Regions from separate parts of the Urocitellus parryii genome. Here region 1 is linked to region 2. The links are chromatin contacts, called in public Hi-C maps. All regions are on one chromosome and are shown on one strand. The core of a region is the stretch at or near the end of the contact, and the rest is flanking DNA. Distances in the headings are between cores, read along the strand shown.

The links. Hi-C and Micro-C count contacts between places; a contact is called where the count stands out from the background.
Region 1: a contact with region 2 is called in a Hi-C map of muscle, with 4 times the contacts expected there. The contact joins the promoter of Dip2b here to the promoter of Atf1 in region 2. A contact is called at or near these places in 2 of 2 Hi-C or Micro-C datasets (liver and muscle).

Annotation. Positions count from the first base shown.
Region 1 is chr5:65,674,392-65,678,817 of mUroPar1.hap1, forward strand. Dip2b (disco interacting protein 2 homolog B) reads right to left here and starts at 2,350. Exons shown (of 38, transcript XM_026407027.2): 1 at 2,113-2,350. The coding sequence starts at 2,212.
Region 2 is chr5:65,420,784-65,425,023 of mUroPar1.hap1, forward strand. It overlaps Atf1 (activating transcription factor 1), which reads right to left and starts at 2,589. Exons shown (of 7, transcript XM_026407064.2): 1 at 2,315-2,589.

The sequences.
Region 1 (4,426 bases), core at 1,100-3,599, 250 kb after region 2:
CCTCAGAATACTTCTAGAGATGTCTAGAAATACCCAGAGATGTAAACAATAATCAGCTGGAAGCAGATATGCATCAAGAATAAGGAACTCCCAGGATTTCCCTTTCCATGTGAAAGCAATCAACTCCTATTTTTAATCTCCCTCTGAATATCTAGTGAAATCTCTCTCTTTCTACCTCATCAAAGCAAGCTGATTTACTACTATGAAGTAACTATTTTAAAAGATTTGAATGGGATGGCACTATGATGCAGGCTTGTAATCTCAGCAGTTCCAGAGGCTGAGGCAGTAAAATTGCAAGTTCAAAGCCAGCCTCAGCAATTAAACACTAAGCAATTTAGTGAGACCCTGTCTCTAAATAATATAAAAAAGGGTTGGGGATATGACTCAGTGATTAAGTGTCCCTGGGTTCAATCCCCAGTTCCAACAAAAATAAAAGTATCTTAAAACGAAGAACTGATGATAATGCAAAAGCCCCTCAATTTCAGAGAAAAAAAAAAACTTAGAAAAATTTACATTTTCACAAATTAAGGCTAAGTCATTCAAATCTATCACAACTGGTCCACCTGATGAATATTTCTTTCTTTTTTTTTTTAGAGAGAATTTTTTAATATTTATTTTTTTATTTTTCGGTGGACACTACATCTTTATGTTGGAAGCCAAGCATAGTGGTGCATGGCTGTAATCTCAGCAACTGAAGGCTAAAACAGGAGGATCTAAGTTCAAAGCCAGCCTCAGCAACTTAGAAAGGCCCTAGGTAATTTAGGAGACCCTGTTTCAAAAATAAAAATAAAAAGGACTGGGGATGTGGCTCCAAGCACTCCAGGATTAAATTCCCACTACCTCTCCCCAAAGAAAGTTGGTAATCATATGTAGTTGGTAATTAAGTGTATACACTGGAAAAGCCTAGAAAGGTTATTAAAAATAATTAACTCAATGTCTGCACAGATTTATAACACTCAAATCTACTTCTGTTTTTTCATTCTAAAGGATTCTGAAAGGGGGAGGGGGAACTCTCCTGGGAATCTGTCACGTTCTTCTTTTCCAATCAACAGTTTTTAATTCACTTGAAAAATGCTAGTGAAGAGGGCCTTTGGCAAGGAACTCAAGAATTTGCAACTCTGGAGACACCACCAAAGTACTGATACCAAGCTTGGAGAAAATGCTGCTTTTGTCTGAGAGGCGGCCTGTGATAAAAACAGGAACTTTACAGAGAACTGATCACAACTGCACATAAGCCTGATCACATGCCCACAACAGAGCACTGTTTCTCTCATTGTTTTCAAGGGACTTTTCTAGTAACAGTGGCTTGATTTATCCCATTTCTTTAAATTTTCAAAATAAATCCAACCCTCCTTGTACCAATCCATTGTCAAAAGAAAGAGGTCGCGAGCCAGGATTTCCATTTAATCAGTAGCCACCTCTTTCTCCCTCTTCGAAGATTCTAAAAGGTAATCAAATGCGGAAAATTCAGCCCAAAGATAGCCACCAGGAAAAAGCCCTGATGACAAAGGTGTCTAAAGGCAGCACCGTGTGTCCCTCTGGGTTAGTACCACTGCTTCCAACCTCCCTAGGACCTTCAATGTCTCCCTCGCTCCTATCTCACTTGAGTCACTGGGGAGGCACCTCGCACTTTTCGAGAAAGAAGAAATGCTGCTGCGGCTTTCCCACGTCTCTGTCTGTCTGTCTGTCTCTTTCTCTCTGGAGAAGGAGGAATGGATCAAGGCGTGGGGCCCTCCAGGAAGAAGGCAGAAAGGAGAAAGGTGTCAGCCACCCTCCTCGCAACCACCCGTCCCCCCCACACACACACCAGCCCAGAAACCCGGGCACAGACTGGAGCTTTGTGTAGGGTTGAGGGGGCAGGGAACGCAGAAACGGCACCGGTCCAGGCGGAACCTCTCCCCCAAGCCCCGCTTGGCCCCCTCCAAGGGAAAACAATGAAAGCCACGGGAAACACTTCGCAGTGTAGAAAGGAAGGAGTACGGTATGGAGCTTGGCCAGATTCCCCGCTCCCTCGCCCCTCGCCACGCCGATGCCAGGGCGCACTATGGTGACCGGCCTCCGGACGCCCACCGAACCCGCAGGCCCGGCGCCCGCTCCTCTCCAGGATCCTACCCTCTGAGAGCTCCAGCTCCAGTTCCGCCAGCTGCGCCCGCACTTCAGGAGGCAGCGCAGCCACTGCCGCGGGCGAGGGCTCCAGGCCTCGCTCCGCCATCCCGGCTCCGCCAACCACACTCCGGAAGACGAGAGAGGGGGCCGAAGAAGGGACGGACTGACGCGGGCCCACACCCGGGTTACAGAATCCGGCTCCGGCCGCTGAGAGCCACCAGCACCGCCACCGCCGCCGCCGCCATGAGCGAGGGTCACGTGAGCGCGCGGCCCCGCCCCCGGGCTGAAGGACGTACTGCCTCCGAGGTGCTGTGAAGTCCAAGACGCGTAGGCTTACGGCGCCCTCTACAGGGTCCCCCTCCAGAATTCTACGCGAAAAGGGCTCACGTTCCGGATGTCGGCTTTAGGGCCGCGTAGAATCTCCGCATTTATCTTTTATGAATTCGAGAGCAAGCTTTCTGGAGTCCGGATGTTACTTTCTGCAGTCCTCCTCACTTTAAGTATGCCTTTGTCCTTTCCTGTCCTTCATTTCCTCTACTGAACACCTATCCATTTATAAAGACCTGCTCCACATCCTTCACTGTAACTTTCCTGATTCTGCTAGGAGTGCTTTTGTCTCTGTACGGATTTGGGCTTTTAAAACACTAGAGAGGGAAACCCGCTTCCTCTGGCCTAGATTTCTAACGATTTACAAGATACTTTAGCCTTTTCTTTACCATTTTATCCCCCTCAGTACATGACCTAGTAGGTGTTCCAAAAATATTAACGTAAGGCGGGCGCTTTGGCTCACGCCTGTAATCCAAGGGACTCTGGAGGCTGAGATAGGAGGATCGCAAATTCAAGACCAGCCTCAGCAACTTAGCAAGACCCTAAGCAACTCAGCGAAACCCTGTCTTTAAATAAAATATTTAAAAGGACTGGAGATGTGACTCAGTGGTTAAAAGCCCCTAGGTTCAATCACAGTTCAAAAAATAATAATAATTTAATGGAAGAGTATTAACATTGGTGCATTTTTACCCGGAACCACTGGGACAGGTGCTTTTTTTAAAATTGATTTTATTTTTTAAATACATGACTGGAATGCATTACAATTCTTATTACACATATAGAGCACAGTTTTTCATATATCTGTTTATATATAAAGTATGTTCACACCAATTAACATGTCTTCATACATGTACTTTGGGTAATGTCCATCACATTCCACCATCATTGCTAACCTCCTTCCCCCTCCCTTCCCCTACCACCCCTCTGTCTCTCTACCCTACTATGGGTCAGTCACCTTATATCAGAGAAACAATTCAGCATTTGTTTTTTGGGGATTGGATAACTTCACTTAACATTATTTTCTCTAGCGCCATCCATTCACCTGCAAAGGGACAGATGCTTTAATTGCCATTTATAGTATTTTGTTTATAATATTGAAAAATTTGTCATGGAGATGATTGTTTTATTGACCTATTTTTTTCTCCCACAATTTGAGGGAATTTGTGTTTCCACTTCCTTTTCTTGTTGATTCAGAATTGGTCCTTTCAGAGACCAGGCCCCAACATGTATTCACTAGAAGTTCTAGATGGTATTTATATTATTTATGGGCTGGAACAAAAACTAAAAGGAAAAAAAAAACTCAAGGATTTCTGCTTGAAAGAAGGGGAATATGACATCATGGGTGATTGAGGGGTGGACCTTGAAGGGGGTTGAACCTAGCGGGGGCTTAACCACTGACACATATCCCCGAGCCGAGTGTGTGTGTGTGTGTGTGTGTGTGTGTGTGTCACTGAGTTCCTTAGGGCCTCTCTAAGTTGCTGAGGCTGGCTTTGAACTCTTGAGCCTCCTTCCTGCCTCAGCCTCCCACACTGCTGGGATTACAGGCCTGAGCCATCACATGAAGTCTTTTAACTTAATATAAGTAGAGTCTGTGGGGCAATGTGTATATGTCCTGTGATTTACATTAGAACTGTTGAGTGTTTTTTTAAAAAGCAATTAACCCATTGACATTCCTTCCTTGAAAGAATGAAGTCCATGTCTTTTCCCCTGAATCTGGATAATCACATGAAGGTTTGACCAATAGAATATGGTAGAAATGATACTCTGTGACTTACAAGATTAGGTCCTAGAAGACTGTACATCTTCCACTGGTTCTCTGGAAATGCTCACTCTTCAAGAAACCTCTCCCAGATTGATCTTCCCCACCCCAACCCCCACCTCTTTCTCTTTCTTTCCCTCTTCCCATGCCATCCTAGCAACCTTGCTGGGAGAAGCCTAAGCCATATGGAATACCATGTGAGGTGCTCTGCCCAACAGCCCCAGCTAAGCCCAG
Region 2 (4,240 bases), core at 1,339-3,838:
GGGTACTAGGGATTGAAACCCGGGTGCTACATCCCAGACCTTTAAATTTTTAATTTTTAAAACAGGGTCTCATTAAATTGCTGGGGCTGGTCTTAAACTTGTGATTTTTCTACCTCAGCCTCCCAAGCTGCTGAGACAGAGAACCTGACTAAAAAGCATTTTCTCTAAAAATAAAACAAGTTCCAAGCTGCAGCTGAAAGCTTATCCAAACAGGGCAGAATCACAAGGGGGCAGTAAAACATAGATTCAGAGAATATAAGAAAGGGCACTCTTGGAGCTGGGGTTGTGGCTCAGTGGCAGAGTGCTTGCCTAGCATGTGTTAGGCACTGGGTTTGAGTCTCAGCACCGCATATAAATAAATAAAATAAAGGTTCATCAACAACTAATAAAAATATTTTTTAAAAGGGCACTCTTAAGAAAACTTGCAAAGAAAGGAACATTATAAGATAGGCATCAAATTATAGGGTTTTTATAATTTTTTTGCAGCAGTTTGGGGGATCAAATGCAGGGCTCTGTGCAGGCTAGGCAACCACTCTACCACTGAGTTACATCCTTGGCCACCTAAGAGTTTTTAAATGTCATCCTGGATTTCCTGTTTTAGAGATGTGCAAATCAAGGTTCAAAGAAATTAATTTGCTATGGATGTGAATGAAAGACCTGAAGCTAGAACTGTATTAATCGGAAGTCTCTGTGTTCTTTTATTCAGTATTGCTTCTCTTCCAAGAGTACCAGGAATACCCTTCGATTAATCTTTCCTGACTGCTCCAGGTTCCTCTTAATGTTTACAGTGTCTTGCACATATGCTAATAAGCAAGACAGCATATGTTCCCCTTCTTCTTATAGCACTTATCACAGTATTGTAATGCAGTAATTTTCTGTCTCCCTAGCAGAAAGTTAAGTCCTAGGAAATCAAAGACCACAGCCTGTTCCTAGGATAGCAATAATAATCTCATATTAACGTTGAATGTTTTTTTTCCCTTTATTTCCTTGTTTACTTGGAAATACTGATTTAAAACTAATAGGACAATGGCTAGAGAAATATTCTTAGAGGATTACTTCACCCCACCTTTAGAAACGGGGCAATTAAAGCACAAGAAAAGTTGCAGCCATATCACGCCCTGCTTTGGAAATTCATTATAATGAGATGACATAACTAAAAGGCATTTTTGAAAGGACTACCACCTACTGGGGATACAGCAGTATTGCACAGATATATCAGACCAAACAAGGTTAAAGAGCTATCACATTCAACTCGGAACCCTGGATTTTAACTAAAAGGTACATTGTAAAGTCGACAGGAAGAAATCCAGCATTTTACTAAAACGCATATTCTGTTAATAGCAAGTGTCTCGGGATAAAATACTGTACAAACTCTCATAGGTGAGGCCAGTTTAACAATGATCCCTACCAGAACTGCACTGAAATGGCCTTAGAAGTGTTAAATGCCCTAAAAAACTATTGGCCCAACGCTCTTCAAATGCTGACAAAACTAGCAAACATTATTTAACATTCATGATAATTTCAGTGATTACGCTTCACGCTCCAAGGCATAGTTGAAGCTGACAAATACCAGGCTTCACTTTTCCTTATGTGTTTGTTTTTACAGTACTGGAGATTGAACCCAGAGCCTTGAGCATGTTAGGCAAGTGATCTATCACTAAGCCATATTCCTAGTCCTTGCTTTATGATTAAAAAAAAAAAAATCAGAGAAAAGTGTCCTCGGCTTGCCCTTCGTCCAGGCGGGAAACAAACGACTTTTTGTCAGTGCCAGCCACGTAAAAACCTGTTCTCTTTCCTGCCCATCAGCCGCACCCTTCCAACACGGTTCGATTACGGCACTAACTGCGTCCCCACTAGATTGTAAGCTGCTTGAGGGATGACAGTTCTCGTCCTCCAGGGCAGGCACACACGGGCCGAGAACGGACACCGCACCAAGGCTACGCTGCCCTCCCCGGTTGCTAGCCCAAGACCGCGACCTCCGGCCTCCGACCGCAGAAGGCGGGCCTCTAGGGTAATACCGCCTGCGGCACCAAACTCTTGGCTTAATTTTCATTTGGGGCCGAGGGCAGGGAGGAGACCAACCACTGAAAGGACACCTCGCACAGCAAAGGCGCGAGGGCCGGAAGCGCACTCCTCCGGGCCCCCACGCAGCCCCTCCCCCTTCCGCCGCGCCCCTCCCCCACCGGAGCCGCCAGCGCGCGACCCCCACTCGGCACGCGACGGGCTCAGAATCCCGCCGGCTCCGCGCTCCTGCGCTCCCGCGCCCTTCCCGCCCCGGGCCAGGGGCGCTCGTCCCACCCCGCCCCCCACTTACCTGTGGCTGCCGCCTCGCTGCAGTCCGGGGCGGGAACTTCCACTCCCCCCTCCCAAGTGGATCCGAATTCACTACCCACTTCCCCACCCCCCTTTCGAGGCGAGGGACGTGCTTCTTTCTCAGGGTCAGGCGGGGCAGGGAGAATCAGTGTCACTCAACAGCCAATTGTCCTAAGCTACCGTTTCTCGGCAGTCAGGGCCGCCACTGGCGGCATGATCTACACCAAGCAGGGGGCAGGGGAGGGGGGCAAAACTCAGTGCAAGTGTGCGTGGGGGGTGAGGCTGGGCGGGGCCTCCGTGCGGGCCGCAGTGTGCGTCATTGCGCTACTCACGTGACGCGCCGCCATGTTGGCCACCCTCTATCGAGTCATGAGCTGTGCCCGCGGCATTTGCTAGGAACGCTCTGAATGTTGCCTGCGGTTTCCTGTCGTTTCTGGCTGTGTACCCCAGCTCCTCCTCCTCCAAGTCCGTTTCCGAAGCCCCTCAACAGCTAGGTGCTTTCTGGAGGCTGTTCTGCGTGGAGCAGCTTTCTTCGCTCTCGGCTCTGCTCCTCGCAGTGGTTTGGGTGGTCAGGCTCCGTTTGTGCTTCCTGACTTTGATGCCTGCCCTATCCGCTTCTCGTAAGGAGAAAGGGCTTGAGGCTTGTCTTCCTCAGCTTTTCTTACTTCACTCAGAGCTTTGTTTTCGGTATTGGGTATTGAAGCCGGGGTGCTCTACCACTGAATACTGTACCCTTTTTGTTTTTTGAGGCAGGGTCTCACTAAGTTTGCCAGGCTGGCCTCGAATTGCAGTCCTCTTGCTTCACCCCACCGAGTCGCTGTTAAACAGCCGTGTGCCGCCACACCCAGTGATAATTCTTAATTCTATGAGTAGAGTTAGATCATTTATGTGAAAGAATTTTTTCTGTTTTTTGCGATGCTGGGTATTGAACCCAGAGCCTCACAGATGCTAGGCCAAGTCTTACCTTTGAACTACATCCTAGCTGAAAGGACTTTATACACAGATTGATTTAAAACAAAGCAAAACGAGGCGCCAGTAGAGTGTGGCATTTTGGTGCAGAGATTTCTTCCAACTTTTTAAGTATTTATGAAAAGTTTAGTAGAAATTAGATGCTATGGCACACACCTGTAATCCTTGTGTCCTGCAGTCCCAGCTACGCAGAAGGAGGATCCAAAGTTTGAGACCTGACTGAGGGACTTAGTGAGAGCCTGTCTTAAAAAAATTTAAAAAGGGCGGGGCGCGGTGGCTCACGCCTGTAATCCCATTTCATCAGCTGGAGGATTGCGAGTTCAAAGCCAGCCTCAGCTATTTAGAAAGGCGCTAAGCAAAAAAGGGCTGAGGGTGTGGTTAAGTGTCCATGAGTTCAATCCCCAGTACCAAAAAAGTAAAAAGGGCTCGGGATGTAGCTCAGTGGCAGAGTGCTTGCTTGGCACATATTATGTTTTAAAAAATAGTTGTAGATAGACAGCATGCCTTTAATTTTTTTTTTTTTAAATGTGATGCTGAGGATTGAACCCAGTGCCTCACAGGTGCAAGGCAAGCACTCTGCCACTGAGCTACAGCCCCAACCCTAAAATATTATATATATATATATTTCTCTGGATAAGGAATTACTTCATTCTGAGTTTTTTTTCTTTATGCTTTTTAAAAATTTTTCTAGATGTTCTTTTAGGGCTTTATAGTGATAAAAATGGCAAATGGTGAACTTTAGTATGTTTTTGGCAAAAGAAAAAGTTACACAAATTTTTTGTGAAATTGTACTTGAGATTCTTATTGTAGAAACCTGATTTAGTGGAGATAACTCTTTTTCTGTTTTTTAAAAAAATACATATATTTTTTAGTTGTAGGTGAACACTATACCTTTATTTTATTTATTTTTATATGGTGCTGAGGATCAAACCCAGTGCCTCACGCATCCTAGGCAAGA